3 separate regions of the Sus scrofa genome follow, and regions 1 and 2 are each linked to region 3. Evidence: chromatin contacts called from public Hi-C data. All regions are on one chromosome and are shown on one strand. The core of a region is the stretch at or near the end of the contact, and the rest is flanking DNA. Distances in the headings are between cores, read along the strand shown.

Region 1 (4,592 bases), core at 1,727-4,226, 120 kb after region 3:
GATTTCCTAAAAATTTGTTACTTTAATTACAGTAACAGTGATTATGCTTTGCTAATGAATTTTACAATAGCTATGCTCTGGAATTCTTTTTTTTTTTTTTTGGTCTTTTTGCCTTTTCTAGGGCCACTCCCACAGCATATGGAGGTTCCCAGGCTAGGTGTCCAATCGGAGCTGTAGCCATCGGCCTACAACAGAGCCACAGCAGCATGGGATCCCAGCCGCGTCTGCAACCTACACCACAGCTCATGGCAGTGCCGGATCCTTAACCCACTGAGCAAGGCCAGAGACTGAACCCACAACCTCATGGTTCCTAGTCAGATTCATTAACCACTGAGCCACGATGGGAACTCCTAGAATTCTTTAAAAAAAAATTTTTTTTTAGGGCCACATCTGTGGCATATGGATATTCCCAGGCTAGGGGTCGAATCAGAGCTGCAGCTGCCAGCCTACACCACAGCCACAGTAACTCAGGATCTGAGCCATGTCTGCAATATACACTGCAGCTTGAGGCAACACCGGATCCTTAACCCACTGAGGCCAGGGACAGAACCTGTGTCCTCAAGGATACTCTTCAGGTTTGTTTCCACTGAGCCACAACAGGAACTCCTAGAATTTTAAAAATTACTTTTTTCTCCCTTCTTCCCTCCTTTCTCTCTTTCTTCCTCCCCTCCACTCCCTCCTTCCTTTATTCCATTTTACAACTCCCTGCAATTCTTAACATGCAGGGTGGGGGGAGTGAAGAAAGAAGTGTTCTCTTAGGTAATGCAAACACTTTTCATTTCTGCTTTTGCTGGACTCAGACCCAAGTTCTCTGCCTGTCTCTCTGGTGTGACCAATAGCCTTTGAGTGGGTAGGGGGTGGGCAGTCTGAGCTGAGTCTTCTGTGCCCCAAAAGGGTCAGATTCTGCCAAGGGTAGGAGGTGGAGTGGAGCAATGAGAGTGTGAAAACCTCTTTCAGAACACCATGTTCTCATTGTCCCTTTTCTCCTTCCAGGATGAAGAGCAGGTGGGAATGAAGGAGCCACTGCTCACTGTCCACCCACCTCAGATCATAGACTGTGAAGGAAAAGTGCCAAACTCTTCTATTTTCTTGGAGCAGAGAAGTCAAATCCAGCTGGCTTTGCAGCCTCTGGCAGGTTAAAAAGCATGCATTTCTACTGACTTGCTGAGTTACACCCAATTATAACCTGTTTTAAAAAAACCTCCCTGCAAGTCCCTGCTGCTGACTCCTCCGAATGCTGACACTGTGGGGCTCTGTGCACAACTCCAGGTTTATTTCCCAGTATCTGGTGTTTCTGTGTCGCTTTTGTGCTGGGTTCTCCCAGTATATTGCCTTGTCCTTGAGGGAGGAAGCCTGCCAGCCTCCAGCTTCCTTTGTAACTTCCCAGTTCCTCTGCCCACAGCCTCTGCAAATCTGCTCACCCACCCCAATCACTTTGTCTTAAAGTGCTCTGGGACTGATTTTCTCATTTTCACTAAGTGAAAATAACTCTTTGGCTTCGTGTCCACTGCATAGGTACCTCTGGGGGCAGAGGTCGGCAGTGTGGCCATAGAAACTCCAGAGGCCAGCAGCCTTCAGGATGCAAGGACCGCAATGGCTCACCTAATGACCTCCCGCGACAAAGCCCAACACCCTCCAAAACAGAATGGCTGTCTGTGCCAAGCACATCCCCTCTGTCCTGCTCTCAGAAAAGGCGGTACGCACAGTGGTTAGGAGTTCAAGGGCTCAGTGCCCTCCTCTTAAACCTTAATCATCGAAACTACTTAAACCGTCATTTTAGTGCTTAAGCTTCCCTTTCCTATGTAAAATGGGAATAGAAACTTATTCTAATTCCTACGCATGTTGCAAGGAATACTTGAACTATCGTACGCAAACCATTCAGCACAGTTTAGCGCTCAAGGCTTACTAGCTGAGCCTGTTTGTAATTAGCGATTACTAATGGTCAAGATTTGTAGGTTCTCTCTTCTGGGACGTGGGGAGCTTCGCTGGCCAGCGCGAAAGATGCCGCCTGCCATCCAGGTCCCTCCAAGTTGTACTGTCTGGGGGCCGGGTCCGAGCCGCCACGAAGCGCCAGGGGCCTGTGTTCCATTGTGCTTGCTCAGTGAGGGTGACCCAGTGGCCGCCCAGGCGAGGGCACAGGTGCGTCCTGTCCGCAATGAGGGCGTGGGCGCGGGCGTGGCGAGCTGAGACCTGGGGGCGCCAAGCGTGTCCCGAGGGTTGGGGTCTGGCCACGGTTCCAGGAGCCCGGCAGGGGGTGTCTGGCCGCTCCCGAAGGGCGCCGCCTGGCACAGCACTCCGGGAGACTGCCCGACTTGCGCCCCGCCCCAGCCCCGCCCCCGGCACCCCGGGTTGGCTGGAGCGGGCAGCCACGCGCGGCGATTTGCCACGCGCCGCGTCACTGGAGCCGCTCCCGGCCCGGCCCCCACGGCCGGTTGGGGAGGCAGCGGCGGGGGAGGCGGAGGCTGCAGGGCGCGACGCCGCCGGGCCGCCCCGCCCTGGGAGGCGCCCAGGCCCTTGTCAAGTGACCAGTATCCCTTCCAGGAGAACACGGTCCTTCAGAGGGAAGCAAGCTCCAGCCCGTAGCCCCGGCGCCAAACCGCCGTCATCTCCTTCCTGTGCCGGGTGAGCCGTCTCTCACCCACCCGAGAAAACATAGTCCGCTCCTCACGTCCTTGTGGGGTAGTGTTCGCTTCCAAACATTGTGACCCTCTTTGCCCGCACCCTTGTCTTCCCTACTCTAAGTGCTCTACTATCCACCAAGAGGGTAAATCAGCTCGGAGAAGAAACCTTAAGGGAGAAGCAAAAGAGGGAGCAAGGGGAAAGGAGGGAAAAGGAGGAAAAAGCGAGGTCGGCGGAGGGACACTGAGTCCATCAGCATCGTGCGCACGCGCGCTGGAAGGAACGAGTTCCGGCCCGGCCGGGGCCTGCCTCCTAAAAATAGCCCCGGTGTGGGGATCCGTGCGCGGGCGTCCCGGCGAGTCCCGGGCTGAAGGAGGCGGCTCCGGGCGGCGCGGAGCGCTGGTGGCGGGCCCGGGCTGCGGCGTGTGTGTGCCCGGCAGCTGCGCCTAAGACGTGGTGAGGACTGCGGGCGGCACGGTCTGGTCTGCGGGGCCGGCGTCTCAGCGAGGGAGCCGGGTCGGGGCTGGGGGGCGCCGGGGCGAGGGGCGGCGCGGCCCCGGGAGGGGCGCCTGCGGGGCTCTGGGGACGCCAGGACGGGGTGGCGTCGGGCTGGCACAGGGCCGGAGCCGAGGTGCGCCGCGGCGGGGCGGGTGGGGTGGTCGCGTCGGGTGGGCGCCGCGGGGCGGGGCGCCTGCGGGTGTGGGGGCGGGGTGCCCCGAGGGCGGGCCGGAGGTCTGAGGGGTGTCTCGGGCCGGTGGAGGCAGGCTGGGCCGCGCGGGCTCGGCTCGAGGAGCCTCCCTGGGTGCGCGGCGCGAGTGGGGCTGGGGGCGGTGGTGGACGTCGCCTTCTTGAAAGTTGAAGGAGTTCCCTGGGGCTGGGAGACTCTGGAGTAGGGCGGGGGACGCCCGAGGACCCTTTTCTTCATCCTGCCTTACGAGGCCGGGGTCCACCCGAAGGGCCTGACCCCTGGTGTGGAGGGGCGTTCTGCGCCCTGGTTGGATATGAAGTTCCCCCACTTCTGGTTTGGGAGAATGTTGGTCTAACGGAGCAGAACATGTAGGTCCAAGCTCTCCGTGTGTGTGTGTGTGTGTGTGTGTGTGCGTGTGTGTGTGCGCGCGCGCGCGAACCGGTGGCCAGGTCGCCCCAGGGTTCCAGGAGGTGGCCCCGGCTTGGGGGAGCACCTGCCCGTGCAGACGCCCCACCGATCGGCGAGACGTCTCGCGGACAAGGGGCTGCAGAGGGAGCTGCTCGCTGCCCCTGAACATCCACCCAAGTAGATCCCGGATCGCACGGAGGGTTTTGTGAGATAGAAACTTCGCCTTTTAGTTCGATTCCACCCGTCTTTGATAAGTGAGGATTTATTAGTAGGTGAGATAGTGCAGACAAGTTTGGAAAAGATGAATATTTCTGATTTAGAAAAACAAGGTTTGTTTTGTTTTGTTTTTTCCTTTTAAAATGTAGCTATAAAAATGTCCTCAGACTTGAATGGTTCCTGAGATAAGCGAGCCTCCTGTCATGATCCAGGAGGGAACTGTATTGGAGAAGAACAGCACAGTGTTAATCTGAGTTTTAGTTTACTGTGAGATTTTGATCCCAGTAAATGTGCTTTTAGAAAGGCCTGCTGTGCTGTGTTAACAAGAGTGTGTGTATTTTTAAACACGTATTGTCTAAAGTTTTTTAAGTTATAGCACAGCATTTTTTTTTGTGTCTTGTATCTGTTACTGTATGAAGAGAAGGGTCTCTAAAGCTGTAATTAGGTGTACATTACACAAGAGCACTTTCCCTTTAAGAATCCAGCTGTGTTGTTTTGGCAACTGCCAAGTACTCCAGTTGTCAGTTTTAAAATCTGTGTTACCTTGGCAGTACTTGAACAGTCTGTGGAAAAGGTAAACAAAATAGCTTAAAATTTTTTTTCCCCAAACACAGAAATGGCATTTGTTTAGTAGTATGAATTTAGGAAATGAGGATAAAAT
Region 2 (4,116 bases), core at 467-2,966, 69 kb after region 3:
AAACCTATGAAAATGGAATTGTAGGAGCCACCGTCTTGAACAGCAGCCACATGGGGATCTTTCTATCCGAGTGGGATATTTTGTATCTGAGTGCTGTGATTTAGAATAAGCATCAAGGACCCGGATTTCTCTGAGTTTTTCTTTCTCTGCCTTTACTATAAGGACACAATGATTTTCCTTTTTATTCTCAAATTCTCAGACTCTCTTCAGTCTAGATGAAATTCAGTGAAGAGATCAATTCCTCACATATCCCCTTCCCTTAGGATTTGTATCACAGGATTACTGAGGACAAGAATTATGCTTCTTTGTTGTTTTTTTTCTTTTCAGGGCGTCGCCTGCGGCATATGGAGGTTCCCAAGCCAGGGGTCAAATCAGAGCCGTAGCTGCAGACCTGTACCACAGCCACAGCAGCGCAGGATCCAAGCCTCATCTGTGATCTACACCACAGCCATGGCAACGCCGGATCTTTAACCCACTCAGCAAGGCCAGGGATCCTCATGGTTACTAGTCGGGTTCTTAAGCCACTGAGCCACAATGGCAATTCCAAGAGCTAGTGCTTCTAAATTACTGTACATACCTTTTCTATGGTCATATTATAATACCTTTGAGATGAAGGAATTGTTAAGGGAGGCTAAGGCGTGAAGATGCTGTGGATTGACTTACTGTCCATTTTGACTTCTAAGTGGGTCTTCCTGTCCCTCAAAACCAACAACTAACAACCTCATGTTAACAGCTATTTTTGTTTTGGGTTTTTTTTTTTTTTTTTTGCATTTTTAGGAATTTATTGTAATACTGATAATTTATAACATTGTGTTAGTTTCAGGTGTACAGCAAGGTGATTCAGTTACACTATACATATATTCATTCTTTTTCAGATTCTTTTTTCCCATATAGGTTATTATAGAATATTGAGTGAAGTTCTCTGTACTATACAGTAGGTCCTTGTTGATTATCTATTTTTTTTATAATAGTATGTATTTTAACTCCAAACTTCTAATTTATCCCTTCCCCTACTTTGCCCTTTGGTAACCATAAGTTTGTTTTCAAAGTCTATGCATCTGTTTTGTAAATAAGTTCATTTGTACCCGTTTTTAAATTCCACATATAAGTGATACCGTATAAGATACATCTTCCTCTGACTTTCTTCACTTAGTGTGATAATCTCTAGGTCCATCCATGTTGCTGCAAATGGCATTATTTCAGTTTCTATGGCTGAGTAACATTCCATTTTATATACGTACCACATCTTCTTTATCTACACCTCTGTTGATGGACATTTAGGTTGTTTCTGTGTCTTTGCTGTTGTAGATAGTGCTGCTGTGAACACTGAAGGGCGTGTATCTTTTTGAATTGTAGTTTTGTCTGGATATATGCCCAAGAGTGGGGTTGCTGGATCATATGATAGTTCTATCTTTAGTTTTTAGGACAACTGTTTTTCTAGGATCTCTTGCAGCTCAACTTCTGGGTACAACGAATGCCACTTGGGCCTGTCAAGTACCCTTGCACAAAGTTTAGAAGGCAGGAATGGTAGATGAGATAGAGACCCTGTTTGGGTCACTTCTACTGACCAGTCACTGAAGAGGTGTTGGACTACGTGGCAGCATCAGCTTGCCCAGTTTCTCTTGACCTTCAGAAGCAGACCACAGAGCTCCCCTCTTTGCTTGTGTAGATGAGTAATCACTGCTTGGCTTGAGAGCAAGTGTTTCTGAGTCATTTTCCCAGTGCTATGTTGCAACAAAAGGAAGGTGGCCTACAGGCGGCTTCTAGACGCTCCTTCTCCCAAGCTGGGTAGCTCCCCACACATCAGTCATGCCTTGATATGTGGAAGTTGTTCCTCAAAGCCCATCCTGAGGTCTGGGCCTGAAGCCTTCCTGTGACTTTTGAAGCACATAGGCCCTTGTATTAAATCCCCTTCTGCTCAAAATAACTAATGTGGGTAAACCCTGACTTAGAAAGCAGGCATGCAGCTGTAGAACATTGGACTCTGATCTCAGCAGCATCCTTCCTGATCCGGATGGGTCGCCCTCTGCCAAATCCATCCGGGGGCCCTGTCCCCTTTAGCTCAGGCCACCCTGCTTCCCAGAGAAAGTGGGGGGATGAATTCCTTCAGCTTTGACTTTTCACCTGTGACCAAATGAGCATCAGGTCCTTACACATTCCTTCACATTCTAGGAGAAAACAAACCCATCACTGGAAATGTTTACAAATAATACAGAGCTTTATTCTTGTTTCTAGAAAGTGAGTCTCTGGGGTCACTCTCAGCCCATACCCCAGAGAGCTTCCCCTACATCCCACTGGATCCCGCCCTCCTGCCCCCTGCTGGCCCTCATTTGTCCTGAGATGCCTCCTCATTTGTCCTGAGATGCCTCATTTGTCCTGAGATGCCTCCTGCCAATATGCAACCTTCTGAGGAGGGCCCCCCAACCCATCTCATCTGCCCATCAGACCCACAGGTGGCTGGGATCCCTTGACACCACAGGCTCTGCTTCTGCCTCACCTCCCAGTCTGGGAAGCCCAGAAAGCCCTGAAGATTGAGAAGTAGAGCTTCTCAATTATTCCAGCTGGCCTTCTCATGAGAAAATTTCTGGTGAGTAATATTCTCTACCTGGCATCTAACTTTACACTGCAAGCAAATACATAAACAAGTCTTTTCCAAAGCAGAGGGGATATAAATCTAAAAAGGCAAGGGAGGAGGGCCCTGGTAGCCTAGTGGTTAAGGATCTGGCATTGTCACTGCTGTAGCATGGGTTCCATCCCTGGCCTGGGAACTTCTGCATGCCACGGGCATGGCCAAAAATATAAAGAAAATTTTTAAAATAATAAAAAAGGCAAGAGAATATATTAATCTATTAAAAAATGCATTGAGGTGAAATTCACAAAACGTAAAATGAGCTGTTTTAAAGTAAACATTTCAATGGCATTCAGTTCACTCACAATGTTGTACAACAACCACAACCACCTGACCTGGTGCCAAGACACTTCCCTCATTCCAAAGTAAACCCTTTGCCCACTGAGCCCTTACTCCCCACTTTTTCCTCCCCCCAGCCCCTGGCAACTACCAGTCTGCTCTCTGTCTCTATGGATTTACCTATTCTGGATATTTCATATCAGTGGAATCATACAACATGTGTTCTTTTGTGTCTGGCTCCTCTCACATGACATGTTTTCAAGATTCTTCCACGTTGTAGTGTATTTCAAAACGTCTGTCCTTGTTAAGGCTGAATAACATCCCCCTGTATGTATTTACCACAATGTGTTCATCTGTTCGGCTATTGAGGGACAGCTGAGTTTTTTAACCCTCTTTTGGCCATTGTGAACAGTGCTGCATGAACAGGGATTTGTCCAAGTAACTGCTTTCCATTTGGGGAAGGGGTATACATGGGACTGGAATTGCTGGGCCATGTGGTAATCCTATGTTTAACTTTGGGGGGAATCACTGTACTATTTTCTACCATAGCTGAACCATTTTACAGTCTCCCCAGCAATGTACAAGAGTTCCAATTTCCCCTCACCCCTGTCAACACTTATTATTGTTAGGTTTTTTCACTCTAGCCATTCTCATGTGACATGGTATCTCATTGTGGTTTTGACTTGCATTTCCCTGATGACTAATGGTGTTGAGCATCTTCTTGTGTGCTTGTTAGCCATTTGTATATCTACCTTGAAGAAATTATCCATCCGTTTTTGACCTGGAAAACTGATAACCTTTGGAATTAGAGAAACTTGGGTTCAAATAGGTTCAACTATTTAGAAGCAATGTGGCCTTGGGGTGATTACTTCTCCAGGCTTCCTTTTCTTCCTCCATGAAAAGCACATAATAACCTCATATTGCTGCATCCTTCAGGTCTTGGCTTGCATCCTTAGCTTAGAGAGACTTTCTTCATACTCTTCTTTCAGTTCAAGTGTCAATCTGTTTCACAGTATCCACTTCTTTCCTTCACAGCACTTAACACAGTTTGTAATTTTTGTCACCCATCCCCTCGGCTCACTCGCTCAATCATTCACTCTTTGTGGTGAGGATCCATTGACTATCTAGTTCGCAACTGTATATCCACAGCACAGCACAGTGTCTAACATGTAAAAGGGTATGTAATGTCTTTTGACTGGGAAAAAAAT
Region 3 (4,758 bases), core at 1,816-4,315:
TGGCTTGACCATGCCTAAGGCACCATAAGTTCAGATGCTGAGCTTCAAAAACCTACTGTGTAGTGGAGGAGTCATGAGTCTACACACAGAAACTCTAATTCCATCTCTGAATACCCACTAGTACCAGGTACCAGGCTGGGCACTTGGGAGTTGCCAGCCAGACCTGCTCCAGGAGCTCTTGACAAGGCTGTAACATCACACCAGTGTGATATGTTAGCATGTGGTATCTCAGCAACTACACACCACTCTGTGGAAGAGAAATGGAGTCGTGTCTGAAGGGAAGGCAAGATGCTTCCCAGCTGGGGAACCTGGAGAAAGCTGGGAGCAGTGATGTAAGAGAAGGTCCATAGACATGCCCATGGAGTTCTGAAGAGGAGCCCACCTGATCACAGGCAAGATCATATCCTTCAACACAGGATGGTCTCTGTGAGGCAGGGACAAGAGGGACCATGTCTTCTCCCTCTCATCTCTGTATTATCATCACCTAGCACAGGGCCTGGAACTTAGTGGAAGCTCGATACCTGTGCATTGGAGGAATGAACAGGTAAGATAGAGACAGACAGGTGCATTAGTTAGCTATTGCTATGTACAAAGTTACTCCAAAATTTAGCATCTTTAAACCCTTCATGATCTCACTCAGTTTCTGTGCGTAAAGAATCTAGAGGCAGCTTAGTTCAGAACCTTGCAAGGTTGCAATCAAGATGTGAGACAGGCTCCCAGGCTCAAGTGGGGCTGGAGAATCTGCTTCCATGCTGTCTCGGCCACTGGAGGGTCTCAGGTCCCTACTAGCTGCTGGTTAGAGATGTCCATTAGTTCATGTCACACCAGCCTCTCCACAGGCCTGCCACCAACATGACAGCTGGCTTTCCCAGAACAAGGGCTCTGCAAGCGAGAAGAAGGCAGGCAGGATGGAGGTCACAGTCATCACCTCACCATTGCTCTGTTGTATTTAGTAGAAATGACTCACTAGGTTCAGCCCACAATTAAAGGGGTTGGGGGTTGTCCAGAGGTGGGAAAATGAGGAGGCAGAGATTGTTGGGGCCCACTGAGAGGGAGCACAAGGCATAGCCAAGGTCCAGGGGCTGGAATGCCAAGCACACTTTGAATTAAAGTCCCATCATTCCTTCTCCCTCACAAGGGGACTAGCAGCAGCCAGCTATGCCCATCTCCTCATAGATCTGCGTCTCCACTTCATGGGGCCTCAATCCTGGGTTTGAATCATTGCATCCAGCCGTTTCATCCCCTGCCCTCTTCCTGCACTTGTTCCCCTGCTGTAAGACCTCAGTTTCCCCTTTACACTTTTCATGCACCGAGGTAGCAGTTCTTTATGGTAAACTCCCTCTGTTCAAAGAGCTGGTGGGGTGTCTGCCTCCAGCTGGATTCCATGTGTCACAGTGGGGCAAGAGTGGGTGTGGTTGGAGAGCCCTGAAAGGGACCCTGTTGGGTAGGTGCCATCCTTGCTCAGCTCTCAGTGGCCCACAGGGTGACCTCCTTGCTCAAGGCCACACAGCAGTAAATGGTGCCCACTGCCCAGTACGGCCTGTAGAGAGGAGAAGCCCAGCCTCGTTCCTGGGGAGGTGGGGACTCAAGACTCCAGGGTCGAGAGTTTTCTCCTAAATTGGGGAGCATTTTCTACCATTGCTGAGGACATGGAGCTGGGAATTATTTAAAGGAGGTACTGAGGCTTTGACATTCTCTGCTGGGCTTGGGTGAGGGAGAGCAGGCTGTGCTATGTCTTCAGAGCCCTCCCCACACCCCAGGTCAGCTCTGGCCCCTGGGCACTCTGCATCTCCCAGGCTGCCAGGCCTAGGTCAGAGCAGGAGGCTGCAGGGCTGTGGGCTGGACACTGCAGGTGCCCCACTCAGTGAAGAAGGCCAGGGACCACTCCTGCATTTCAACCTGCCCTGCAAATTAGGAACAGGTTTACTTGCACGATATCACTTTATTATGTTTATATACAGTTGAACCACAGAGCATGGGTTCACCAAACACACAAAATGTTGTGAAAGGATTGGCTGTTTCTGGACTTTTTGGTGAGGATTAATTTAACGCTCGTTCATTGCCTTTGTCATCTGCTGGCATGTGCCAACAGGCAAGTCTCTGCTCACAGCCATTGAAGGCTTCAGAATAGCTCAGCAGGGGGAAACTTAAATTTGAGGAAAAACATTCTAGAGGACATTGTGGTTCCTCACCCAGCTTCCACGACCCTTTCTTCCATCTCAAGACCCCAGTTGTCTGTTATGGCTGCTCCACTCCTCTCTCTTGTAGAGTGCCCAGGACGAGCCCCCAGGGGCTCTGTCCTCTTTGGGGTGTCCCCCAGAGCAGAGCCTGCAATAAGAACTTGGTTGTAGGTGACCCCAGGCAGCTCGGGGTGGAGATGAGGGAGGGAAAAGGAGGGAGGGTCCCCTAAGCATCATGTGAATTAGGGCCTTCCCCTGCAGCGAGGGGCTCAACTCACTGGGCCCTGGGCTTCCAGTGGGTATTTGTCCACAAACCCCCAAGCCTCCCTACCCTGTCCTCCTGGGATAAGAGGCCTCTGGGGGGCATGAACTCCTCTGGAACTTCCAGGCCATGCCAGTAGGTGAGGGAACAACTTCCAAAGGTGGTGGAGAAGAAAGAAAAGAGAAGCAGCCAGTAGATGGCTCCTGCCAGCCAGGAGAGCTCTACGCTCTCTACGCTCAGTCACCAAAGTCTCGATTTCCTTATCTGTAAAATGGGGCGAGTGGTACACACATGGCAGAGCCAATGTGAGAAGCAGTAATAGATATGTTTCCTGACATACAGTAGGGGCTCTAAAGGTGCTGGCTCTGTACATGGCAGCTCCTTTAGTGACAAGCCCCTCTGCCTCATTAGTTTGCTGAATGCTGTGTGTGACTCTGGGTTCTGCTTCCCCTCCTGCTGCCTCCACTCCTCTTCCTCTTCCCACACCCTCAGGCAACCTGGGGCTCCAGGCACATCCAACTTGAATCCCTAAAGTGGGCCTGCCAGTAGAGAAGCCAGGCCCTGTCCCAAGGTGTCCCAGCCAGGCTGGGCCAGGATGCCATCTGCTCAGACTCAGCAGTGGAACCTAGGCTGATCTGTGGAGTCACTGCCCCCCACTTGAGTCCCCAGGCCATGAAATTGGCGCTCTGGCCTGAGCGGTCACCTGCTCTGAGCCACGGGAGGCCCAGCGCTCGACCTTTCCCTCCCAACGTCATTTTCCATCCTGCTGCGTTTTTGGCCAGGCCTGAAACACTTCTCTGGGGCAGCCAAGGAGGATTGTTCAAAGGCTTGTCATTGTTTCAGGATCAGGTTGCCTGAGCCTCAAGAATCCAACAGAAACCAGAACCTCCTCTGAGTCACAGCCACCCACAATGAGACCTTGAGTGGACAGTGGGGGCCGGGTGGAGGGCAGTGGCTCTCTTGCCTCCTTTGGGGCCCAGAATGTTTAAGCATTGTCCTCCCCGCCTGCAACTAAGCTCCGTTTTTTGTAGCTCAGGCCAAGTGCCAAATTGGCACCATGGTCTGGCCCCTAGCCTGGGCCTTGCTGCGCCTGAGCCAAGTCAGAGGGGAAGGTGGCGGCCCCTCTCAGGCAGGGAGAATGCCACCTGCCCCCAGGGGAAAGGGGGTTTCCAGGCTTGGGGTTAGTGCTGCTAGACACACAGAAACCCTTTCAGATCTTCATGGTCTGTGTGTCAAGACAGAGGACCCCAGGACCCCAGAACCCCAGGACCCCGGCCTCACTGCTGTTCCACCCTTCAGCTCCCTTCCCAGGTCCCTATCCATCATTTGAGACTGGCCCCTGGGAAGCTCATCACTTGGGGCCTCTAAACCACCTTTTGACACCTGTATCCCACATGTATTTTGAGGAGGGGATTAGTGGCAAGCCATCCACTGGAGGCTCAGCCCCTTACCCCACCCACACTCTGGACCACTTAGCTCTAGAAGTTAGCTCATGGTCAGTGGTCAACAAATGAAAGCCATTCACTAGCCCCACATTTCTTCAGGCATCTGGTGAATGGCCATGGCTTTAGGTGTGTACTGTCAGGGGCCCAGCCTAGCCCCAGCCCGGCTGCTTTGCTAATTATGTCCTACTGCGACACACTGCCCTGTCACATCACAGCCAGTGGGAGGCTGAGCACTGCTCTCAGGACCTGCCATAGACCTACCAGCCTCCTGTTCCCTGGAAAATGTCCTCAGGTGTGGAGCATGGCTACTTCTCCTGGTGCTCCCAGCACCCCCCACTAGGGAGGGAGCAGGCAAAGGAGGGGCTCTGGCTTTAAGCCAGGTCCCCAAGAGCAGGGCTGTCTCTCCTGGCTCTGCCACTCCCTTGGCTTTTCCTCCAGCACAGCTTTTTAGCACCTCGGTGGAATCTGACTTGTCGTAGCCTTACTTCATGATCACTTGCATTGATTAAGCACCTAGTGTATACCCAGGGCTGTTCCCATGAAACAGAGCAGTTGGAAGAGGCTTTTGGTCACAAAAAAAGCATTTGCAGTTCTAGATACATTATTTTGATCCTCATGGCCCCTTCTGGGTGCAGAGTCTATGCAGTGTCCTGTTTTCCAGATGAGGAAGGGGAAACCTGTATGAGGTCACTTCATTGTGAATCAGAGTCTAGCAGAATCTGAATCAGAAGCCATCATCTCTTTTGTGAGGGTAAGTGGCCTCCCTCTTTTTGAGAGGAGTTTATGGCTGAGTTTTGGAGGCAAGATGATCTAGGTAAGAGCCCTCTAGAACCACTGAAGCCAGCCAATAATCATGCATACATAATCATGG

The links. A called contact is a pair of places that touch in the nucleus more often than the background predicts.
Region 1: a contact with region 3 is called in a Hi-C map of embryonic fibroblasts, with 4 times the contacts expected there. The contact joins two enhancer-like sites. A contact is called at or near these places in 4 of 47 Hi-C or Micro-C datasets (embryonic fibroblasts, psoas muscle and skeletal muscle) and 2 of 2 datasets of contacts at active chromatin or transcription factors (alveolar macrophages and skeletal muscle).
Region 2: a Hi-C map of embryonic fibroblasts shows a contact between it and region 3, with 2.4 times the contacts expected there. The contact joins two enhancer-like sites. A contact is called at or near these places in 3 of 47 Hi-C or Micro-C datasets (embryonic fibroblasts, fetal heart ventricle and heart right ventricle).

Annotation. Positions count from the first base shown.
Region 1 is chr1:138,338,720-138,343,311 of Sscrofa11.1, forward strand. No RefSeq gene overlaps it. Among named protein-coding and RNA genes, the nearest start is that of MEF2A, 57 kb to the right of the region's middle. Within about 2 kb of position 2,977, at least 76 of the 83 cell types and tissues checked have an H3K27ac peak or open chromatin away from gene starts, as enhancers often do. A contact at or near this core is called in embryonic fibroblasts and skeletal muscle, where this site is marked.
Region 2 is chr1:138,287,090-138,291,205 of Sscrofa11.1, forward strand. No RefSeq gene overlaps it. Among named protein-coding and RNA genes, the nearest start is that of MEF2A, 110 kb to the right of the region's middle. Within about 2 kb of position 1,717, at least 8 of the 83 cell types and tissues checked have an H3K27ac peak or open chromatin away from gene starts, as enhancers often do. A contact at or near this core is called in embryonic fibroblasts, where this site is marked.
Region 3 is chr1:138,216,251-138,221,008 of Sscrofa11.1, forward strand. No RefSeq gene overlaps it. Among named protein-coding and RNA genes, the nearest start is that of MEF2A, 180 kb to the right of the region's middle. Within about 2 kb of position 3,066, at least 16 of the 83 cell types and tissues checked have an H3K27ac peak or open chromatin away from gene starts, as enhancers often do. A contact at or near this core is called in embryonic fibroblasts and skeletal muscle, where this site is marked.